Linked DNA regions of Zea mays: region 1 is linked to region 2. The links are chromatin contacts, called in public Hi-C maps. All regions are on one chromosome and are shown on one strand. The core of a region is the stretch at or near the end of the contact, and the rest is flanking DNA. Distances in the headings are between cores, read along the strand shown.

Region 1 (5,345 bases), core at 2,021-4,520, 260 kb after region 2:
CCTTTCTGGCCTTCTAGGCGGGGCCGAAAAGTACTCGCCCCCATAGGCTTGGGATTCTGTATTATTGGGCTGATGCATTGTATAGTGTGATGGGTTGTTGGGACGGACGAGGATTTATATAACAATCCTCCTCAATCAACCATGTGTCGGACCGTTCGGTCGGATACGTGGACCGTCTGGTCGGATATGCGGATCGTCTGTGATCATATGCGGACGGTGTGTGTGTGTATGTGGAGGACAGATATCCCCTGGGTCCACTAGAAGGTTAGAAGGCCTCACAAACGGTTTTGGGCTTACTATCTCGCAAGGCCATCCCTTCGTGGGCCAGGGGAGAACTGCTGGCAGAATGGGCTGACGCAAGGAATGAACAAGCGCGGGCCAAGGCGGTTCGCGGGGTTTTGAGCGTTATCCGAAGCTCTGATCCGATTCTCCCGCGTGACCACCTTGGACATCGGAACTGAGTGAGAGTAAGTCGGCAAGATTGTAGGAAGATAAGTTCGGTCGGTTCACTATTACTTAGGCATGCAACGTTATCGTACACATATGTAAATGCCCCACAATCGGATATATAAGGCCCAGTGGGCACCCCATCAAAAGATAGGTCATTCATCAGCCATCTACTCCATTCTCTAGCATCCTTCATACTAGAGAATCCTCCTGTAACCCATCACATAAAGATCCACACCAGGAAGTAGGGTATTACGTCTCTCCAAGCGGTTTGAACCTATAGAAAATTGTCTATTGTCTCTCGTCCGCTTAGCACGAACCATCGAGCTACAGTCAGCAACACCGTCCTACCCAAAAGCACCTCGAGGGGTAACCCTGGGTGCACGGTCGGGTCCCAAACACCGACAATGTGGGTGGTTTAGGGCTTGTGCAACATGTGACGGCTCGGACGCATATCTCGGTAACTCATTAAAAATAGGACTGGCCGTTGTTGGCCTGGACGGACCGCGCTCGCGTGCGAACAGTCCAGACATGTGCAGATCGACTAATTTATTGCCGATTTGTGGTTGCTCGGGGTATGTGTCCATCGGCATCCCATAAGGGGTTGTGACTGGTCGTGACAACATGTAGCCGATGAATTCCGTGTATTTTCCCCCAATTCAACCTCGTGCGAAGGAAAATTTGCAACAGTGGATTTATCAAACGCACATATTAGCCTTTTATAATCTTTTTGTATACCCCTACGATATGTTGCATTTGTTCTCGTTGTTAATCTATGTAAGCTTTAAGAGATTGAAGCTCGTTGGTGTTACTTACATTGGGGGTATTCGTTATGGGTCGGAGCAAAGCCAGATCAGTCGTTCGTTGCCGAACGACCTTGTTGTTTCTGTCCACCTTGAAGTTGGCTAGGAACTGCGCCTTTGCTTCTTGGATCAGCTGCTCCTTGTGCTCCTCGAACTGGAGTTGTTCGTCAACCAGCAAGGTCCCCAAGTCGATATTGCTGGGGGAGACGTCAGAGAGCTATCCCTTGAACCGGCCATTGAGGGCCGATCTAATGGGTCTATATGTGTTTTCCCCATCGGAGTCGCTAAAAGTGTGTTGGTGTCTTTTTGGGCGCCAATCACTGCGTGAGAACCGGCGGTGGTGCTCTCTGCACAGGTGCGGACAGTCCGCGGCCAGGGGCCGGACGGTCCGCGACCTGGAGCAGGGCTAGGGTTTCCTGCCTGACGGGCCGGACGGTCTGCGCCTACAGGCCGGACGACCCGCGCGTGCGCAGGGGCGGCGAAGGTCGTCAGCGGCGCCTGGATCTCGCTCTCGGGAGGGACCTCGTCGGGGAGGAGAGATCTTAGGTGTTGTCTAGGCTCGGCAGGCCGATCTAGACTCCTATAATCGACGTAGAGTCAAAGAGAAGCGGAGAATTTGGGATTGGAAGACTAAACTAGAACTAGACTAGAACTACTCCTAAATGTACAAGAAATAAATACGACATAAATTGATTATTGATTCGATTGTTGATGATTAATCGGCCGTAATCCTCTATATTTATAGAGGAGGGGGCTGGACCCGTTACAAACAGATTTCTCGAGCTAATTCCGCGAATCTAGCCAACAACTGTAGCAAGAAACTCGGAACCCAACGGGTTCTGCGCGCGCACGGACCGTCCGGCCCCAGGGCCGGACCGTTCGGCAGCTTATTTTGATGCTCAACAGCACCAACGAGGATTAGTCGGGACCTTGCGTGGTTCCGGATACCTCGGTAAAAATACCAGTGTCATACACGAGAGTTTGCGTCTCTACCTTCCTCTTTACCTTCCGTATTTATATTAAGTATTTAAGTTTCAATCTTGTCTTTCTAGTTAGATTATTTAGATTGAAACTTAGCCTTTGCAGTAGAGATAGCAACACTTAGACAAATAAAACATAGTTTGCACATTCTAGATTATTTATTTGTATAGGTTTTGTTGTAGGAATTTATTTATGACTTAGTTTAGAGAAAAAATTAGAAGTCCTAATTCACCCTCTCTTAGACGTCATCGTTTCCTACACGCGCCTCCGCAGAGAGCACCGCCGACGATTCTCATCGCAGTGATTGGCGTCTGGATCGGCGCCAACACTATGATCTATTGGTGGATCCAAGATCTATCGTAAGGGAAGGCTAGGGCTGATTATCTCTTTTTTTGTCCTACTCTTTCTCTCTTTTTTTTACTTTCTCCTCTTTCTTCTTCTCCCTGTCCCTTGTCTTCCTTTCCCTTTGTCCTTAACTGTCTGCGCAGCCGAGGGGGAGCCCCCTCCAATAATCTAAAATATAGTATTTTAAAAAAAGCAAACATAGTATTTAAAATAAAAAATAAAAAATGGACTCCTCGTGCTCTATGTTGTTCAAAGACGATAATAATCTCACCAGAAATGCAAACAAAGTTTTTTTAAAAAAAAAATAAAAAATCGGACTCCCCGTGTGGCCCTCGCGTACATACAGTATACATACACGCAGCCAATTACGTTTGCGTGATGTACGTCGTGGAAGACGGCATGGGGTTGCCTCACCTAACCCGCGGTCGCGATCGCGATCGCGCAGAGGGGGGCCACACCACACCCACACCGCGCGAGCGCGCACGGTGTCCGGACGTCTATTATCATCTCGCTGTCCGTGTCTGTCTCAGCGCTACTCATCACTCGCTCGCATCGCACTGCGCGCTCCGATCCCCCTCCACCCGTCTCAGCTAGCAGCCTCGCCTTGTTGTGGCCTATAAATTCCGCGCCACTCCAACGCCCACCCTTCTCAGGATGAATCGGAAGAGAGAATCCTACCAAACCTAGCTACCAACTCGATCGTCGTCATCACGCTCGACCGCACAACTGCACCAAGGGGGGAGGAGACCTAAAAACTACTACATCTTTTAGCTACACATCTAGCTAAAGATCGAGAGGGGTAAATAAGGACGAGCGGGCGCGAGCTAGAAGAGCAGCTGCAGGTACTACCATCATCGTCGTCGTCGTCGCCAGGATGACCGTCGTCGACGCCGTCGTCTCCTCCACCGATGCCGGCGCCCCTGCTGCCGCCGCCACCGCGGTACCGGCGGGGAACGGGCAGACCGTGTGCGTGACCGGCGCGGCCGGGTACATCGCCTCGTGGTTGGTGAAGCTGCTGCTCGAGAAGGGATACACTGTGAAGGGCACCGTCAGGAACCCAGGCATGCATGCCTCCTGCTTGTTGTTATATATAAGCAGTCTACTATGTCGACCTGCGCGAGCGTGGCAGCAGATGGAGCGATTAACGTGTTTGTACATGTTCATGGCAGCAGATGACCCGAAGAACGCGCACCTCAAGGCGCTGGACGGCGCCGCCGAGCGGCTGATCCTCTGCAAGGCCGATCTGCTGGACTACGACGCCATCTGCCGCGCCGTGCAGGGCTGCCAGGGCGTCTTCCACACCGCCTCCCCCGTCACCGACGACCCGGTGAGTTCCGTCGGCCGGGTTAGTTCCAGCACTCGTCGACTGACTGATCAGTAAAGTAGTAACAAGGGGACCGCATGCACCATGCATGTGTGCGCGTGCAGGAGCAAATGGTGGAGCCGGCGGTGCGCGGCACCGAGTACGTGATCAACGCGGCGGCGGAGGCCGGCACGGTGCGGCGGGTGGTGTTCACGTCGTCCATCGGCGCCGTGACCATGGACCCCAAGCGCGGGCCCGACGTCGTGGTCGACGAGTCGTGCTGGAGCGACCTCGAGTTCTGCGAGAAAACCAGGGTGGGTGTGCTTGCTTGCTCACTTTTATTTGATCGATCGTCTCCATCCATCCATCATCTGATCTACTACTAAGTACAGTAGCTTGTAGCTAGCTCCTGCTATACCGTCCGCTGCACCACGTACGCCAGCACCATATATTAAATTAGTGTTTCCGATCCTTTAATTTGATGCATACGTTTTCATTTCTTGCAAGTAAGGACGATCAAAGGAAAGGGTGAAAGAAACACTAATAAAGGTAGCTGTGACGAGATAGGCGAATCATTACCTGCTAGTATATTGGCATGCATGCACTAGCTAGCTACCAACCACCGAGAGCCCTAGAAGAGACTAGACTAGAGTACGTTCGAGTACTTTTGAGGCCGCCAAATAGAACCAACTAAGTGCTCATCGTCATCGATGGTGCCTGTCCAAAGCACACAGAGAGCAGCACTAGCTAGCTAGGATTTGAACCACAGCTTTTTCTAGCGTGACCAACAGCACTAGCTAGGCAAGCAGCCGAAATAACGCATATATATGAAAAGGAATTTGGTTCCGCAAAAAAAAAAACGGAGAACGGAAAAGGAGCAAATCATGCATGTGGACGGAGAACGCACGCACCACGCGAATTAATCCTGCCTCTGCATGGGGCCACGCACGCCGTCGCCGATGGACACATGTATGGCATGCAGCGCTTGAGCTACGACCTGCTTAATTATCAGTAGCGAAGAATCTCATCCCACATGCGTGTTTCTTCAACACGTACGCATGGACACTCTTTAGTGTCAAAGCTAAAGCTGAGAATTCAAATTAACCTTGCTATTTTGATCGCGGTGGGCTCTTAAAATGATTGGACAGATGCAGCACCGTACCCACGCCTTACAACTCTCCTAGCTAGCTAGCCGCCCCGCAACCACACTAGAATTGTTCTAGCCTAGTAGCCTGTGTCTGTGTCTGTGTGTGCGTGTAGCGTGTCCTATGGAAGACGGAAATTTCAGCTGCCCAGAAAAACACACACATGCACGACGACGACGCCACCAGTTTGCCGGTCGACACATGCTAGCAGTGATGGGCAGGCCTTTGTCGATCGCCATTTATTCTGTGCAGCAAACTCTGCTGGCTTTAATTTGCGGAGGAGCGAGCAAATTCTACTCTCCCCGGCTTTAATTTGCGGAT
Region 2 (5,718 bases), core at 357-2,856:
ATCAGCCGGGGCTAAACTGCCATCATCAGCCCCACAAGAATCTTCAGACTTGCGCTACTACCAAGTCCCACAGGCAGCTGCGCACTGCAGCGGGCAGCGCCAAGAAAAGAAACCGGGCCTTTGCTCAAAATCGCGCGCTCACTGCACGCCGGCCGGGCGGCCGGGTCCCGCGGACTCATCAGCGGCCTCGGAAGCCCCCACCCGTCAGGTTCCATGCCATCCATGATCATTTCTCTGTCAAGTGTCACCCGAAGATGCCATGGCAATGGCTGAGTGGGCATGCAGTATTGCAGACCAGTAGACCACCACACCCCGGGCCCGGCATCGGCACCACACCCGTCGCATTCGCATCGCATCGCCCGAATTTTTTGCATTTTAACCCTTCCTCAAAAACAATATCACGTTTGGAACCTAAAAAATTTTAATGTTATTTTTGGACCCTTTGCTCGGCGCCATAGCCTATGGCGGCGAGGTAACACAGCTCGGCGCCATAGGCTATGGCGCCGAGGTAGGTGCTACGCTGGGCCAAACGGCCGACGTGGCGCCGACGTGGTACCAAGCTCGGCGCCATAGATCTTGGCGCCGAGCTTGGTTCTGTACACAAAGGTTGTCTAGCTTAGTTGGTAGAGCGTAAGACTCTTAACCTTGTGGTTGTGGGTTTAAGCCCCACAGTGGGTGTTATTTTTTGTCTTTGTCACTGATTTATTTTTTGTTGTCAAGATTTTTTGTTTATGTCGCTGATTTGTCCGTCCAAATTTATTTTTCATCCAGTTTTGTTTTTGTTTTTGTGACTGATTTGTTTATTCATCCAGATATTTTTTTAATGTCTACTAGTAGCCTCACTTTTGGATGTCTCTTTTTTGTTACTCTGCCGTCTACTGAAACATAGGCTTATTATTCCAGTTTCGTGACACTGCAGGAAGGAAAGTTGGAGTGCTACATAGCTGAGTACCACAGGTGATACCGTGATAGATTGATGGCTGGCGCTTTGGCTGAGGACAATGCTGGGGATGGTAGATCCTCATCAACTGAAGAGATGTCAAGTGATGACCAGATTCATTCCGAGAATCCTCTATCTGGACAAATATTTTTTTTTTGTTCGCTGACTGATTTGTTTTTGCTCGCCAGATAAAAAAAATCTGGACGAATAAACAAAGCCGTCACAAAAACGAAAAAAAATTTAGATGAGAAATAAATCTAGACGGATAAATCAGCGACATAAACGAAAAATCAGAAAAAAAAGTGACAAAGATAAAAAGTATTAAAAAATGCTCACTGTGGGGCTTGAACCCACAACCATAAGGTTAAGAGACTTGTGTTTTACCAACTGAGCTACACAAGTTCTGTGTACAGAACAGAGCTCGGCGCCAAGATCTATGGCGCCGAGCTCGGTGCCACGTCGGCGCCACGCCGTCCGTTTGTGCCAGCGCAGCACGTACCTCAGCGCCATAGCCTATGGCGCCGAGCTGTGTTACCTCGGCGCCATAGGCTACGGCGCCGAGCAAAGGGTCCAAAAATGACATTAAAATTTTCTAAGGTCTAAACGTGAATTTTTTTCCGATGAAGGATCAAAATACAAAAAATTCGTTCCTGCCGCCTTGCACGACACGAGGAAAAGCAAAGCCAAAGGCACTCCACTCCACTCCACCCTATGCACTGCCGCCCCTGCCCGTCCCAGCTCTCGCTCGTCTTTCTCCTCCTCCTCTCGCTCGCACCCATCATTTCGGCACTCCCCTTCCCGGAGCCAGCTCTTCCGATGGCGTGCAGCGGCCTCCGCCTCTCGCTCCCCGCCGCCGTCCTCGCCCTCCTCCTCCTCCCCTCCGCGCTCGCTTCCGAGCCCCTCAACCCCGAAGGTAACGCCGCATCATTCCGGCCATGCATGGTGCAGCAGCAACATTTGGTTGGTTTTTTTTTTCTGATTGTACCGTCGCGCGCGAGCTTCGCGTGCAGTGCAGGCGTTGATCGCCATCAGGCAGGGGCTGGTCGACCCGCACGGCGTGCTCAGGAGCTGGGACCAGGACTCGGTCGACCCCTGCAGCTGGGCCATGATCACCTGCTCCCCGCAGAACCTCGTCATCGGCCTGTAAGCTCCCGTCCCTCTCCCTCCTCGTCGCGGGCTCGCGGCCGGCGTGACGAGACGAGCCGAGCCGTACGAAGAGAACTGGTAGTAATGGCCGGCGCGCGGCGGGCGAGCTCCTCCGCTAACCTCATCGTTTTCGCGTTCCAGGGGAGTGCCGAGCCAGGGCTTGTCGGGGACTCTGTCCGGGAGGATCGCCAACCTCACCCACCTCGAGCAAGTGTAAGCAATCATCCAAGAGCCACGAATCTATCTATCCATCCATCCGTCTTGTGTGGTTCTTGGGTGAAGGAAGCGAGCCTCTCTGCTGACGCGTTTCGCGCCCGTTGTTTTTCAGGCTGCTGCAGAACAACAACATCACGGGGCGGCTGCCGCCGGAGCTGGGCGCGCTGCCGAGGCTGCAGACGCTGGACCTCTCCAACAACCGCTTCTCCGGCCGCGTGCCCAACACGCTGGGCCGCATCACCACCCTCCGATACCTGTGAGTAGTCTTGTCTTGTTGTCTCAGCCTTGAGGATTCAGCAAACCGCCTCCCATAATCCCATCTCCATTCCAGTTACAGGCGCGAGTATATATCTCATGCTGCTCTCCGTCCTGTCTGCGTGTGCTCTTGCTGCAGGAGGCTGAACAACAACAGCTTGTCCGGGCCGTTCCCCGCGTCGCTGGCCAAGATCCCGCAGCTCTCCTTCCTGTACGTACGCACGCACGCACGCGTCTCGTCGAAGCCATCTCGGCTTCCTCGATTCTACTACATGTGCACCTGTTGGCTGCTTCGTTTCCCTTTTGCGCTTTAAATCGAATTTCAATCCGTGAACTCGATGCGGTTGGTCGGTGTCTGTTCCCAGGGACCTGTCCTTCAACAACCTCACTGGCCCCGTCCCGCTCTTCCCGACACGGACCTTCAAGTAAGTGCGCTTAATACTGCTGCTGCCCCGCCACACGACCGTCTTATCCTAATGCACACTGTAACTTTTGCTTCTTCTTCTTCTTTTTTTTTTAAAAAAAGAGAGCTCGAGCTGTATGATGGTGGTGGTAGTAGCATCGAATCTAATGCGAAGGGTGTTTGTTTTGTTTAATAATGTTCGCGTGGCGTGCAGCGTCGTGGGCAACCCGATGATATGTGGGAGCAACGCCGGCGCAGGGGAGTGCGCCGCCGCGCTGCCGCCGGTCACCGTACCCTTCCCGCTGGAATCCACTCCGGGCGGCAGCAGTGAGCACTCTTCCTTCCTGCCTCTATGTCTATCATTCATATCTACGGCCAGTCAGGCAGGCCAGCTCGCGCGCCTAGCAGCTAGTCGCGCTCAATGCTTTTCGGCCCTTTCTCGGAGTGCGTGGCGTGGCGTGCATGCATGCGTCGCTGCTGCCGCTGCTTTTGTGCCCTTGCCTCGCCGGGGTAGCGGTCGAGGGGACACGGTGCTGTCGGCATGGGGGCGCCGTCGCTCTCGCTTGCGGCCGGGAATACCTGTAGTAGGCTGTATGCCTGTATGTAGCGCTGGTGGCGCGGTCTGGCCTGAACCGTGCATCTGCTGCTGCTCGCGCCTGGGGATCAGCGTTTGGCTTTTGTGTGTGTGTGCGCGCGCAGGGACAGGGACAGGGGCGGCGGCAGCGGGCAGGTCAAAGGCTGCTGGCGCGCGGCTGCCGATCGGCGTAGGGACAAGCCTGGGCGCCTCCTCCCTTGTGCTCTTCGCCGTGTCCTGCTTCCTCTGGCGGCGAAAGCGCCGGCACACGGGGGGGCGGCCCTCCTCCGTTCTCGGCATCATCCACGGTACGTCCCAAATCACCAGCGACCCTAAACATTCCTGGAAACGGCCGGACGTAACAACGCCCATATGCATGGGATTGCTGCAGAGCGGGGCGGCTGCGACCTGGAGGACGGCGGCGGCGGTGGCGTGGTGGCGGCGGCGGCGCGGCTGGGGAACGTGCGCCAGTTCGGGCTGCGGGAGCTGCAGGCGGCCACGGACGGGTTCAGCGCCAAGAACATCCTGGGCAAGGGCGGGTTCGGGAACGTGTACCGCGGCCGCCTCGCCGACGGCACCACGGTGGCCGTGAAGCGGCTCAAGGACCCCAGCGCGTCGGGCGAGGCCCAGTTCCGCACGGAGGTGGAGATGATCAGCCTCGCCGTGCACCGCCACCTGCTGCGCCTGGTCGGCTTCTGCGCCGCCTCGGGCGAGCGCCTCCTCGTCTACCCCTACATGCCCAACGGCAGCGTCGCGTCGCGGCTGCGAGGTACGTTCCCCTCCTGAATGCCCCCCTGTCCTGTCGTGTCGTGTCATGTCACCCCATGCATGTCGTTCACGTCGTAGTATCTCTGTCGCGGACGGGGTACGACCGTACATGTCTCGGCCAGCCAGTGGCTTAATTGTGCCGGCATCAAGGTTCGTGCGGGGAGATTACGCGGTCGGAGCGAGTGGGACCCTCCACCACGCGCGCGGAAGTGCACGCAAGAGTCATGGAGGGTGTACAGTACCCAGCAGTCAGGCGTGGTCGCGCGTCCCCTGTACTTTGGCGCGGGGACCATATGGAGCGCCAGGGGGGGCGGAGACCACAGGCAGACACCACCGCACTCGCGATTTGTCCACATCCGTGGGCGGTGGGGGCATGCCATCGCTGCTCGCCCTCCCAGTCCCTGCGGTGCAGCGCCCCCACCCCACCCCACCCGCCACCGCGCGGCGCGACACGAAGCACAAGCCGGAGCGTATCTGCGCGTACCGGGTAGCAGCGGTAGTACCGGCACGACGACGCGAGCCACGAGAAGCGGGTACGAGGCAGAGGCCTGCCCACCCCCCCCACTGCTGCTCCTGCCCGTCCGCGGCAGCAGCCCAGCGTGTATTTATCGCCGTGTAGTGTAGCAGCTGCCACACGGCTGGCGTCACGCACGTATAGCATGGCTAAAGCCCGCAAATACCCCGGCGACGGCGAGCGCGTAGCGGTTGGAGGATCGCCGTACCCACACGCCGGGTCGGACGCCCGGGACCGTTCCGTCCCAGCAGTGGCCGCCTCGGTCTCTGCGAGCGACCCGGCGCGTCCCCTGTGGGCGCTGTCATTTGGCTAGGTGCTCGATGATATGATGGGCCAGGGTCGATCAGGGGACGGCTAGAATGCTCCTTCCTTTGGTTGTTCGGGAGGAACGATGGTCTGCCGGAGGCGTGGTGGTCGTGGTCCCGTCCGTCCAGGTATCCAGGGCCAGCAGGAGGGGAACGAGGAGGCGTGTGCGGCATGGCCGCGTGGGGGCAACCGCTGGAACAGCACAGCACAGGGCATGTCGGTTTCTTCTTTCGTTCCGGGCGGCAGGGGGACCTAGCTAGACAATGCCACCTACACTACTATGAGCTACGAGCCCGTGTGCCCGCCTGGTTACTGTTCCGGCATGCAGCTCGCGTGTCCTGTGCCGAACAATCCGGAGCATTTGGGCATCATTACATTGTTCAGCTAGTAGTACCTAGTACGTATCAGGCAGCAGAGGCTAATCACGAATAGTAATAGTAGCTTGAGCCCCCCGCCCCACCCCGCTTACTGATCAGCAGTAGTGCCCACGTACTCACACGCTCCTGGCAGGCAGCTAGCTGGTCCGCCCGCTGCTACTGACGGTAGCGCGCAGCTGCAGCACGTTGGTCTCCTCGTCTGCAAACAAAACATGCAGG

The links. Hi-C and Micro-C count contacts between places; a contact is called where the count stands out from the background.
Region 1: a Hi-C map of endosperm shows a contact between it and region 2, with 2.1 times the contacts expected there. The contact joins the promoter of LOC542463 here to the promoter of LOC103643259 in region 2. A contact is called at or near these places in 3 of 25 Hi-C or Micro-C datasets (endosperm, leaf and tassel).

What each region holds. Positions count from the first base shown.
Region 1 is chr1:216,340,200-216,345,544 of Zm-B73-REFERENCE-NAM-5.0, forward strand. It overlaps LOC542463 (cinnamoyl CoA reductase 1), which reads left to right and starts at 3,271. Exons shown (of 5, transcript NM_001112018.1): 1 at 3,271-3,637; 2 at 3,749-3,903; 3 at 4,005-4,193. The coding sequence starts at 3,451.
Region 2 is chr1:216,083,047-216,088,764 of Zm-B73-REFERENCE-NAM-5.0, forward strand. It overlaps LOC103643259 (probable LRR receptor-like serine/threonine-protein kinase At2g23950), which reads left to right and starts at 1,607. Exons shown (of 11, transcript XM_008666415.3): 1 at 1,607-1,853; 2 at 1,951-2,083; 3 at 2,228-2,299; 4 at 2,415-2,558; 5 at 2,697-2,768; 6 at 2,923-2,982; 7 at 3,175-3,287; 8 at 3,660-3,842; 9 at 3,926-4,303. The coding sequence starts at 1,652.